Linked DNA regions of Mus musculus: region 2 is linked to region 1. A link is a contact called in public HiChIP or PLAC-seq data. All regions are on one chromosome and are shown on one strand. Each heading gives the region's core, a stretch centred on a gene start, on an enhancer-like site or on the middle of the called end of the contact. The rest is flanking DNA. Distances are from core to core; before and after follow the strand shown.

Region 1 (5,562 bases), core at 1,634-4,133:
TTTGTTTTTGTTTTTTTTGAGACAGGGTTTCTTTGTGTAGCCCTGGCTGTCCTGGAACTCCTCTGTAGACCAGGCTGGCCTCAAACTCAGAAATCTGCCTGCCTCTGCCTCCTGAGTGCTGAGATTAAAGGCGTGTGCCACCATGCCTGGATTACAACATTTATTTTGTGTGTGTATGTATGTGTGTATGTGTATGTATGTGTGTGTGTATATATATATACACACACACACACACATACATATATGTGTGTGTGTGTGTATGTGTGTATGTCTCTGTGTATGTGTGTGTATAAGTGTATGTGCATGTGTGTGTGCATGCATGTGTCTGTGTGTGTGCATTTGTTCATGTGTGTATGTATGTATGCCTGTGTGTATGTCTGCATGTGTATGTGTGTGTGCATGTGTGTATGTATGTATGTGTATATGTGTATGCATGTGTGTGCATGTGTGTTCTTGTGTGTGTATGCATGCATGTGTATGTGTATGCATGTGTGTATGTATGTGTGTATGTGTGTGTGTGTATATGTATGTGTGTATATGTGTATGTGTGTGTGAATGTGTATATGTATGTGTGTATATGTGTATGTGTGTGCATGTGTGCATATGTATATGTATGTGTGTATGTGTGTGTGCATACGTGCATGTGTGTATGTATGTGTGTATACGTGTATGTGTGTGTGTGTGCATGCATGTGTGTGTAGGTTGCCCACACCACCATGGCTGGCATGTGAAGTAAGGGGTCATCATACAGAACTTTTTCCATTGCATTATTTGGGTCGCTGGGATCAAGTTCAGATCTTCATCAGGCTTGGGGGCAAGCAGCCTGCCAGCTGAGTCATCATATTGTCCTTTATTTATTTTACTTTATTTTTTCAGACAGTTGATGATACATAGCTCTGTCTAGCCTGGAACTCACTCTGTAGACCAAACTGGCCTCAAACTCACCAAACTCTGTCTGCTTCTGCCTCCCACTATCCGCATGCACCTCCTGGCTCTTTATTTGTTTGTTTGTTTGTTTGTTTGTTTTTTGAGACAGAAATTCATGTAATGCAGGTGGTTGGCCTGGAATGTACTATGTAGCCAAGGCTGGCCTTCAATTTCTGTTCCTTCTACCTTTACCTCCTAAAGTGTGCCTCCACATGGCTAAATTAGAAAATCATATGCAGATATGGAGGTGTGGAACCCTATCTTTAGGTCTAGATCCCCAGCTCAGCCTCTGTGACATTGTGTAAGGTGCCTGACTCCATCTCCCAAAGGCAGCTCTTCACATCTGCAGACTTGGCACTGTGAGAGTGGGGAAATTGTGCCCCCTAAAGGTTACCCTGGGGACTACAGGGCATTTAGGAGATCTCCGCAGGGGCCACGTGCTTTTATTTTCTGCTGGCTGTTAAGCATGCCAATAATAGCATGGTTGTGAGAAACTAGTGGTAATAAAAAGATCTTAGCTCACACCTGAACTGCAACAGGTGGGTAAGAGACATCAGTCAGGACTACTTCAAAAGGCAGGTTTTAGCTGGGGGCTCGGGGGTGGGGTGGGGTGGGGTGGGGTGGGGTGGGGTGGGGTAGGGTGGGGTGGGGTGACGCATTTGTTTAACCTCAGTGCTGGGAGGCAGAGGCCTGGGATGTTTGCGAGTTCAAGGTCAGGCTGGTGTTTTCTCTCCCCCCTCCCACACCCATGCCCCTGCCCCCCAGTTTTGAGACAGGGTATCAGGTAGCACAGGCTGGCCTCCAGCTAGGGAGCTGAGGTTGACTTTGAGTTTCTGATCCTTTCTGCTTGCTGGAATTACAGACTCACATGGCCACTCCCAGTTTATGGATGGAACCCGGGGCTTTGTGACAGCTAGATAAACATTATATCGACTAGGGCATGCCTGCAGCCCTGTTTTTGTCTCTGTTTTGATACAGGGTCTTTTTTTTTTTTTTCTTCCTTTTCTTTATTTACATTTCAAAAATTTTCCCTGTTCCAGATCTCCCCTTCGGAAACCCTCTATCCCATCCCCCCTCCTCTTGCTTCTATGGGGGTGCTCCCCCATCCACCCTCCCACTCCTGTCTTCCCACCATAGCATTCTCCTATACTGGGGCATCCATTGAACACCCTTAGGCCCAAGTGCCACTCCTCCCACTGATGTGCAACAAGGCCATCCTCTGCCACATATGCGGCCGGAGCCATGGGTCCCTCCATGTGTATTCTTTTGTTGGTGGTCCAGTCCCCCGGAGTTCCAGGGGGTCTGGCTGGTTGACACTGAGATAGGCTCTTATTATGCGGTCCCAACTCCAGATTTACAATCCTCTTGCCTCAATCTCTTCAGAGCTTGGATGATAAGCCATACCACTCTGTCTGGTACTAAGTGATTTTTTTTTTAATGTTAGGGGATGTGGTGTGCATCCAAGCTACAACTGTGTGATTCTGCAGCAAGGGTGAAGCTCAGTTTAGCCATTAAGAAAGGGATGGAACTAGGCTGAGGGTGTAGCCCAATGGTAGAATGCTTGCCTGGCATGCAAGTGATCTAGGGTTTGAACCACGGCATTACATAAATCAGATGGGGCCAGAGGTTCAAGATCACTCTTGACTACATGTGGAGTTTAAGGCCATTCTGAAGTACATGACACTCGGAGGGGGAGGGGAAGGGGAGGGAGAGAGGAAGGGGTAAAGGGAGAGCCAGCCAAACAAATATATACATGATATCTCACTGTGACCATGGCCACTCAGCTACTTTCTAGACACCCAGTTCACTGGAGAGAACGAACACCTTCCACCAAGAGTTTGTGCTGTGGGCGGGGTTCTGAACAGGGGCGTAGCTTGTCCCATGCTTGCCCAATGGGTGTGCGGTGGGGCGGGGACCTTCTCTCATTGTGTCCCGCACAGGGCATGCTTCCTGCAGTTCCATCTCCCTCGCGGGTGCCTCTGGCTTCCCTAGAGGTCTCCGACCCCAGCCCGCCCTCAGGTTCCCCGCCAAGCCTGCAGCCCCCTCTCGCCATCCTCAGACCCTAGCCCGGGACACCCGGGGATTGCCATCATGGGTGATGGAGGAGGTGAAGGCGAGGACGAGGTCCAGTTTTTGCGGACGGTACGTTTTTGTCTGGGTCCGGAGGTCTTGGGTGATTTCTTGCTTACTTTTCTGAGAGTCTCTCTGTCTCTTCCCTGCTTGCTGGTGGTCTCTGAAATCCGAGGTCACTTTGTCTTTCCGTTTTTTCTCATCACCTTTTCGACCACGGAGAATTAGCAGGATTTAGGAGGACCGAGTGGGCAGGAGAGGGTGGGATCCTCAGACGCCCTCTCCTGACATAAGAGATTTGGGGTCATTGAGGAAGCACCCCGCCTCCTGCCGTTCTGGAAGCAGGCACTTGAGGAAGGTGGTTCTAATTCTTGGGCTTAATTTAGCTGTCCTCCACCGCCACCCCAGCCCTCATTCCCTTCTTGCTCCAGGCTCTGACCTATTTAAATTCTTGGGAAGGGGGCTGGGGTGGGCTGGACAACACCTTTCTTTTCAACTCCTAGTCTTTGGCCGTCTCCTTGGGGGTCTCTTGGAGCTTCAATGTACTTTTCCCCTCGGTTTTGGCGAGGAGGATTTAACTATGTCAGCTAATGGCCTCTGAGGGTACCTGGGTGATGAAGTCTTTCTCAGCTCCTTGGTATATCTTATGTCTGAGTCTCTGTCTCTTGGCCCTTGGCTTCAGCCTTCTGCGTGTGGCTGTCCCTCTGATCCTGTCTCTCTGAATCTCAGATCTCCAGCTGGGGGCAGGGATGGGACTTGGGACAACAGGTGTCTCTCCCAGAATAGCCCTCTTTTCTGGGCTCTGGGTAGGGGACAGGGAGGGGACAAGAGGGGGAGGGGCTGCCTTTTTCTTAGTCCTTCCCACCATATCCTCCCATGGGCTGAGATGGGGGTTGGATATGGGAGATGGTCTCTGTTGGGGCCAGGTCTGCTGACCCTGCACTCTCTCCCCCCCAACCCCCCACCCCCGAGGTCCTGGGTCCACACAGAAATGCTGACGCAGCATTCCTGACCCAGAATAGGACCCTGGTAGGCTGGGTCCGGTTTCTTGGGAGGGAGGAACAAACAGCTGGGGCTGGTAATGAAGGATGGGGACAGCTGGACTGTGAAGCCACTGGAGGAGGGCCTCTCCCCAGCCCCAGCCCCTTAGCCTACACCATGGCTTTCCATTGCCCTAGTAAGCCAATGGCTGTGGCTCCCAGCTGCTGAGCAGTCACTGCACCAGGCCCCGTGCCCAGGGCCTCAGCCTCCTGAGGTGTCTAATTATATTCTCATTGCCCTATCTTCTGAGGTAGGGCCCTATCTTTATCTCCCAGGGAGATTTGAGGGAAACCAAGCCCCATGTGGTAGACTTGCCCAAGGTCAAGGCCAGGAAGTGGCCTCCCTGAGTGCCCTGGGAGGCCAAGGTTTGCTTTCAAAAGAGGAAATCTGGACCAGGCTTGCTAGGGTAGCCAGTGTCAGGGGGTCAAAGGCCCCAGGATGGGTCTGCTTGCCTCAATGTTACTGGGGTTGTGTGGTACTTTCTTCCAAAAACCAACCAACCAAACAACCAAACAACCAAAAAAACCCCTCGTTTACATCATATCCCCCCCCTATAAGAAAGAATCTGTATAGCAACCCAGGGCGTGGCTTATGTATTTATTGGTATTATTAAACAAACAAACAAACAAACAAACAAAAATTCCAACTTTAAAGCAGGTTGTGGTGGTATAGATCCATGATTCCAGTGCTGGGCCAGCCTGGGCAATGTTGTAAGTTCAAGAGCAGCCTAAGTTACCTAGGAAAACTTAGTGTCAAACCAAACCAAACCAAACCAAACCAAACCAAACCAAACCAAACCAAACCAAACCAAACCATCAACTTGACTATGGTATAACTGACGAGCTATAAATTATAGAGATTCAAACGGGGCGGTGTTAGAGAGGCTCTGTGTGTACGGAAAGCTGGCTTCACACTTGACACATAGCCAAGGGTGACCTTGAACTCCTGATCCTTTTGTCTCCACCTCTCAAGTCCTGGGCTTGCAGGCATTCACCACCATGTCTGGTGTGTGTGGGTTTTGACACACTGTGCTGACCAAGTAACCAGCATCGAAACCCTTCCTTCACCCCGGGAGGCCCCTCCCACCATTTGTAGCAATCACTCCGTCCGAGCTGTCTACCACATACACTCTATCAGTTACCAGTGGCATTTCATATATGAAGTGCGCTCATTTGTCTGTCTTTCCGCTCAGGGTAGTTTTTGACATGTAGCCTGTGTCTAGCCTGAATTTGGTTTGTGGAGGAGCTTAGTGATATCCTGTTGTGTGACTACACCACACATTCGCCTGTATCTTCACTTGTGCACACTGAGCTAGTCACATCTTAACTATTTTGATACTACAGACAACCCCAGCGAACATTCACACTCACTTAAAAAAAAAAAAAAAGCTCTTGGCTAGCCTAGAACTCCCCATGCAGGTCCCGCTCTCCTCAACCTCACTGCGGCGATCCACCTGCCTCTGCTTCCCCAATGCTTTTCTTTTGGGGGGATTGGTTTTTTGAGACAGGGTTTCTCTGTGTTTTC
Region 2 (5,562 bases), core at 1,072-3,571, 120 kb after region 1:
CTGGAGTGGCCCTCGGAGGGACCAAGAGGCAGTGTGGCTGTGTAAGTGAACAGAGTGCATCAAACTGCTCTAGAGGACGGGGTCCCGGTTACACAGCCTCTGTCTGCCTCTCCAAACAGTGGTTTCCCTATTAATTTGGCTATTGCATCTGCCAGATGTTGGACCTCCCTCCTTGTCTGCAGAAATCAGGCCCTTCCTCCCAAAAAAATGCTCCCCCTATGTCTCATGTAAAGTTGAGTGACCCTAGAAACCCTCTACAGGCAATGTCCCCTTCCCCAACTCCAGCCTGGCACTCTCTCCTACAGGTTCTGGACAAACACGGGGACATCTTTGGGCGGGAGCGGATTGCGGAGCTGCTGGGCATGGATCTGGCCTCTCTGGAGATCACAGCCCACAATGAGCGCAAACCTGACCCTCCACCGGGCCTGCTGACATGGTGAGGGGGACACCTATGCCGGAGATGGGCCAGGGGACATGGCTAGTGCCTTGACGCCCAGGCATCTGGCTGTCTCCCTTCCTGTTCCCTCAGGATCATGTCTATCGATGTCAAATACCAGATCTGGAAGTTTGGAGTCATCTTCACAGACAACGTAAGGGGGGCTATGGATGGAGAAGGTTGCCCCAGGAAAGGAAGGAGTCTGAATGAGGGAATAGCTCGTGCAAAGCCCCTAGGGTGGGAATGTGCCCAGGACTCCCTGACCCCAGAAAGATTCCTAAGCCTGTGTCCCCTGTCCTCGGAACGTCCTTCCCATTGTTGTGGGTCTCCTGTAGCTGATCTGCTCCCTGGTCCTCTTCTGCTCTGGAGCAGATAGATACTCCCCTAGGCAGAGACTGCGTCTGCCCTTGCTCTGAGGCATCTTCGCATGTTTCCTGACTCTGACCCGTTTATATTCAGTCTTTCCTGTATCTGGGCTGGTACATGGTGATGTCCCTCCTGGGGCACTACAATAACTTCTTCTTTGCTGCCCACCTCCTGGACATCGCCATGGGAGTCAAGACGCTCCGCACCATCCTTTCATCTGTCACTCACAATGGAAAGCAGGTGTGGAGAGGACCTGGCAGGGGCCTGCGTGGAGGTGTGGGAGTGGCAGAGGGAGAGGGGTGGTGATCAAGAGATACTGGGGAAGTGGGCATGATAGCTGTGTTTGTGGGAACAAGGAAGTGAGGGCGGAGTCATCTTTGAGGGGCGGGGGTAAAGAGGTGTCTTAGAGTGGTGGGAGGGGAGGGGCTTCCCGAGAGGGGAGAGGCGTGGTAATCTGAAAAGGTCTGAGCCAAGATTAGAACATTCTTTGGTTTGTTCTTGTGCGTTGTGGGGAGGTTATTTCAGACGCTCCAGTCTATGTAGCCCTGAGTGTTCTGGAACTCACTGTTTAGACCAGGCTGGCCTTGAACTCAGAGATCTGCTTGCCTCTTCCTCCCGACTGTTGGGATTAAAGGCATGCACCACCACAACAGGCCTAGGGCATTCTGGGAGAGGGCAGAATGGAGCGTGGAAGAGGCTCCAGAATCCAAAGGGTCAGAGAATTGAGGGCCCTATCTAGAAGGACCTAGAGCTGACGAGTGCTCACCTGTCCCCAGCTGGTGATGACCGTAGGGCTCCTGGCCGTAGTGGTCTACTTGTATACAGTGGTGGCCTTCAACTTCTTCCGCAAATTCTACAACAAGAGCGAAGATGAGGACGAGCCTGACATGAAGTGTGATGACATGATGACGGTGAGCCCTTCCCCCATGCCCGTTCGCAAGTTACTAAATAGCTTCATTAGAGTTACTGTTGCTGTGGTGAAACAACTGGCCAAGAGCAGCTTAAGCAGGAACAGGTTTGTTTCACAGTTCCATCCAACAGTTTATCCCCCAAAGCAGTAAGGGTCGCAACTCAAGCAGGGCTGGAACATGGAGGAAGGAGCTGATGCAGAGGCCATGGAAGGGTGCTGCTTACTGGCTTGCTCCTCGTGGCTTTCTCAGCCTGCTCTCTCATAGAACCCAGGACCTCCAGCCCAGAAGTGGCCCCATCCACAATGGACTGAGCCCTTCCCCCATCAATTACTACTTAAGAAAATGAAGAGGAAAAAAAAAAAAGAAGCTGGGTGTGGGTGTGGTGGCTCATGCATTTAACCCAGAACTGGGGTGTCAGAGGCACGTGGATCTCTGTGAGTTCCTCACCAGCCAGGGCTACACAGCAAGACCTTATCTCAAAACAAGACAAAAGTGCCTTCAGATCGTTGGTGGCATGGCTGTAGCTGGGCCATGGAGCTGAGGCTCGCAGGATCATCCACAGCAGCTGTGGGCATTGCTGTTGGAAAGGCAACTTTCTGTACTCCCTGAGTGGGATGACTCAGAGCAAACAACTCGCCTACTCCCTCTGGCCTGGCCACCTGGGACTTCCCAGAGCTACCGCAGGAAGGCCCAAAAGGAAGATGTGGGATGGTGGTGGTCCACATCTTTAATCTCAGCACTTGGGAAGGCAGAGGAAGGCAGATGGATCTCTGAGTTCCAGGACAGCCAGGGCTACACAGAGAAACCCTGGCTCAGAACTAACCCCTCACCCCCTGCCAACAAAAAAAGACACAACAAAACGAAAAATCAGAGATCTGGCCCTACCTGAGTCTAACCACAGTCCTTATTGCTTCTAATTTTTGGCTTCCTGGTCCTTTTTCAGTTCCTCTAGGACCACATGTTTCCTTCCACTTCTGCTCTTCTGCATTGACCTTTCTCTGCCCTGTACCAAGCCTAACAGCCACACCCCTTCGCCTGACATCTTACTTTCCAAATTAAATGCTGCCTACCAATACTTGGGCCCGGGCATCAACATAATCGGTCACTTCTTCATCTCCCTCCTTGTCTTTGTTCATAGTAGCTTCTTTCTTCAGCCCCACCAAACTTATTTCAGTTCCTCATGAAAGCAAAAAGCAGTTTCTCTCTCTCTCTCTCTCTCTCTCTCTCTCTCTCTCTCTCTCTCTCTCTCCATATATGGTTTTTGCTTACATGTATGTCTGAGTTACAGACAGTTACAACCACATGGCCACATGGTGTGTCTGGGAATTGAACCTGGGTCCTTTGGTAGAGGAGCTGATCCAACTATCTAGTCTCCTACCTCTCAAAATAAAATAAAATAAACTTTGGTCCATGTGTGATTAGGTTGGAGCCCAGGGCCTTGATACACACCCAGGCCTCTCCCAGCGAATCCTCTCTTCCCCATTGGTGGTGTACCATGTGGTTTTGAGTACCTGGAACATTCTCTCCCATCACCCATCACCCATTCTGGTAACACCTCCTTCGGGTTCCAGCTTGGAGACTCTTCCCCCTCCCGCATGAAGCCATTCTGGTCTCAGCTCTGAGGCTAGGCATGCATCCTGGAGCTTGTAAGAGTTCTTGCACTTTCTTCAGCTCCTAGTAATGACAGTGTTCCTCCCTGATCCCTCTCTCCCCGTCACCTCACACTAACTTTCTGGTCCTTCCAATTCTCAACATAGTCAAGGTTGCCCTTGAACTTGTGATCCTCCAGCCTCTCCCTGAGATGCCAGCCATGTGACACCATCCTGTTTTAGGTGATGCTGGGGATCATGTCCAGGGCCTCATGCATACCAGATGAGCACCCCATCTGGATACAACTGGGGTTCACCTCCAGCTCCGACCCTTGCATTAGTCACATTTCTACCCAATGTGACCAGCAAAGGCAACTTGGGAAGAGGGATTGTTCTGACCCTACTTTGAGAATACAGTCCACCGTGGCGGCAAGAGCACAAGGTGGCTGGTCACTGTAATCCCCAGTCAGAAAGCCGTTCGAGAAGAATGCCTTTGTAGGGAGAATCTCTTGTGTACTGTGTGGAAACATCTGTCAATCAAAAGCCAATGACCTACAAGCTGAGGCAGGAAGTAGGAGGTGGGAGTTCCAGCAGGGAGAGAGGAACTGTGGGATAGCATCAGGCACAGGAAGAGATTCTCCTGGAACTCTGAGGAGACAGACACCTGAAGCCAAGGAGAGGTAGCTAGCCATGTGGTACTCAGAATAGAATAAATGTGTTAAGTAAGTTATGAGCTAGTCAGGGAAGAAGCCCAAGTGTATGGCCTAGGCATTTATTCATGAATAATTAAGTCTCATAGTCATTATTTTAGAAACTTGCTTTTTTTTTTTTTTTAATTCATTCTGGGACTCCAAACCCACACTGGGGCCACATTCAGGCTAGGTCTTCCTGTCTCAATAACCCGATCTAGAAACTTCCTCATGGACGTGTCCAGAAGTGTGTCTTCTAGTTGAGTCTAGATCCTGTCAGATGATGATCTGAACAATCGCGAGCCCATGCCTTCCTGTGACAGCCATGACACTACCCAGCTGTGAGAGGCAAGGCCCAGGGTTCTCTGCCACTGCTCTGTCTCCAGGCCCACCTAGTCCAGGCTTCCGGTAGGTGCTGTGGCTGTTAACTGGGCGGCCTGCCCCTTCTCCCCAGTGCTACCTGTTCCACATGTATGTGGGCGTCCGGGCCGGTGGAGGGATCGGGGACGAGATCGAGGACCCGGCCGGCGATGAATATGAACTTTACCGGGTCGTCTTCGACATCACCTTTTTCTTCTTCGTTATCGTCATTCTGCTGGCTATCATTCAGGGTCAGTGCTGGCTGGGGGGTGGGGGGGAGGGGTGCATAGTCCCTAGAGGCTGGCTAGCTCGATGGTTAGCTCCCTGGCTTAGCCCCTCCTTACTGTGAGACCTGAGACAGGTGGTCTCTCTGAGCTTTGGTTTCTCCATCTGAAAAATGGAGGAGTTGAAACAAGGCACCACAGCTGGGCAGTGGTGGCGCACGCCTTTAATTTCAGCACTCAGGAGGCAGAGGCAAGTGGTTCTCTGAGTTTGAGGCCAGCCTGGTCTACAGAGTGAGTTCCAGGTCAGCTGGGGCTACACAGAGAAACCCTGTCTCGAAAAACAAACAAACAAAAAACAACCCCCCCAAAACAACAGCAACAACAACAAAAAAAAAATCCCAGGTACCAGAGACCTACCATAAGCTTGAGGCCAACCTGGTCTCTGTTCCAGGCCAGCTGAAGCTACATAGGGAAAAAATAACTAGGGTGTTACTGGTACTAAGCTCAGAGACTGCCAGGAAGATTAAGCCCTGCATTGCTTTGAAGTGTGTGTCTATCCTAAGTACTCAGTAAACACCTGCTTCTCCTCTTCTTGGGAAGTGTGATAAGAGTAAGAAACACGGCCCAGAGGTACTCGGTGAACCTGGGTCTTGACCTATGTCCTGCCACCTCAGGTCTGATTATTGATGCTTTTGGGGAGCTCCGAGACCAACAAGAGCAAGTGAAGGAAGACATGGAGGTGCGTTGTGCCCAAGAGTGAATCTAAGGAATTATGGGATACATAGGGACAAATAATTGGGGATATTACTGGTACTAACCTCAGAGCTTGCCAGGGAGATTAAGCCACACATTCCTTTGAAGTACTCAATAAACACCTGCTTCTATTCTGCTTGGGAAGTGCGGTGAGGTTAGGAAACGCATGGGAGCAAGGCAAGGCCCAGAGGTACTAGATGTCACCGAGCCTTCCTTGACTCTGACATCTTCCGT

What was found. HiChIP or PLAC-seq counts read pairs in DNA pulled down with a chosen protein or histone mark.
Region 2: an HNF4G HiChIP or PLAC-seq map of pancreatic cancer cells shows a contact between it and region 1. The contact joins the enhancer-like site here to the promoter of Ryr1 in region 1. A contact is called at or near these places in 3 of 115 datasets of contacts at active chromatin or transcription factors (bone marrow-derived macrophages, embryonic stem cells and pancreatic cancer cells) and 3 of 9 other capture datasets (adipose tissue, liver and pancreatic islet).

What each region holds. Positions count from the first base shown.
Region 1 is chr7:29,122,472-29,128,033 of GRCm38.p6, reverse strand. It overlaps Ryr1 (ryanodine receptor 1, skeletal muscle), which reads left to right and starts at 2,883. Exons shown (of 106, transcript NM_009109.2): 1 at 2,883-3,069. The coding sequence starts at 3,019.
Region 2 is chr7:29,004,535-29,010,096 of GRCm38.p6, reverse strand. It overlaps Ryr1 (ryanodine receptor 1, skeletal muscle), which reads left to right. Exons shown (of 106, transcript NM_009109.2): 98 at 306-436; 99 at 530-590; 100 at 896-1,042; 101 at 1,579-1,713; 102 at 4,446-4,602; 103 at 5,250-5,314. Among named protein-coding and RNA genes, the nearest start is that of Gm38979, 22 kb to the left of the region's middle. Within about 2 kb of position 2,321, at least 92 of the 459 cell types and tissues checked have an H3K27ac peak or open chromatin away from gene starts, as enhancers often do. A contact at or near this core is called in adipose tissue, bone marrow-derived macrophages and pancreatic cancer cells, where this site is marked.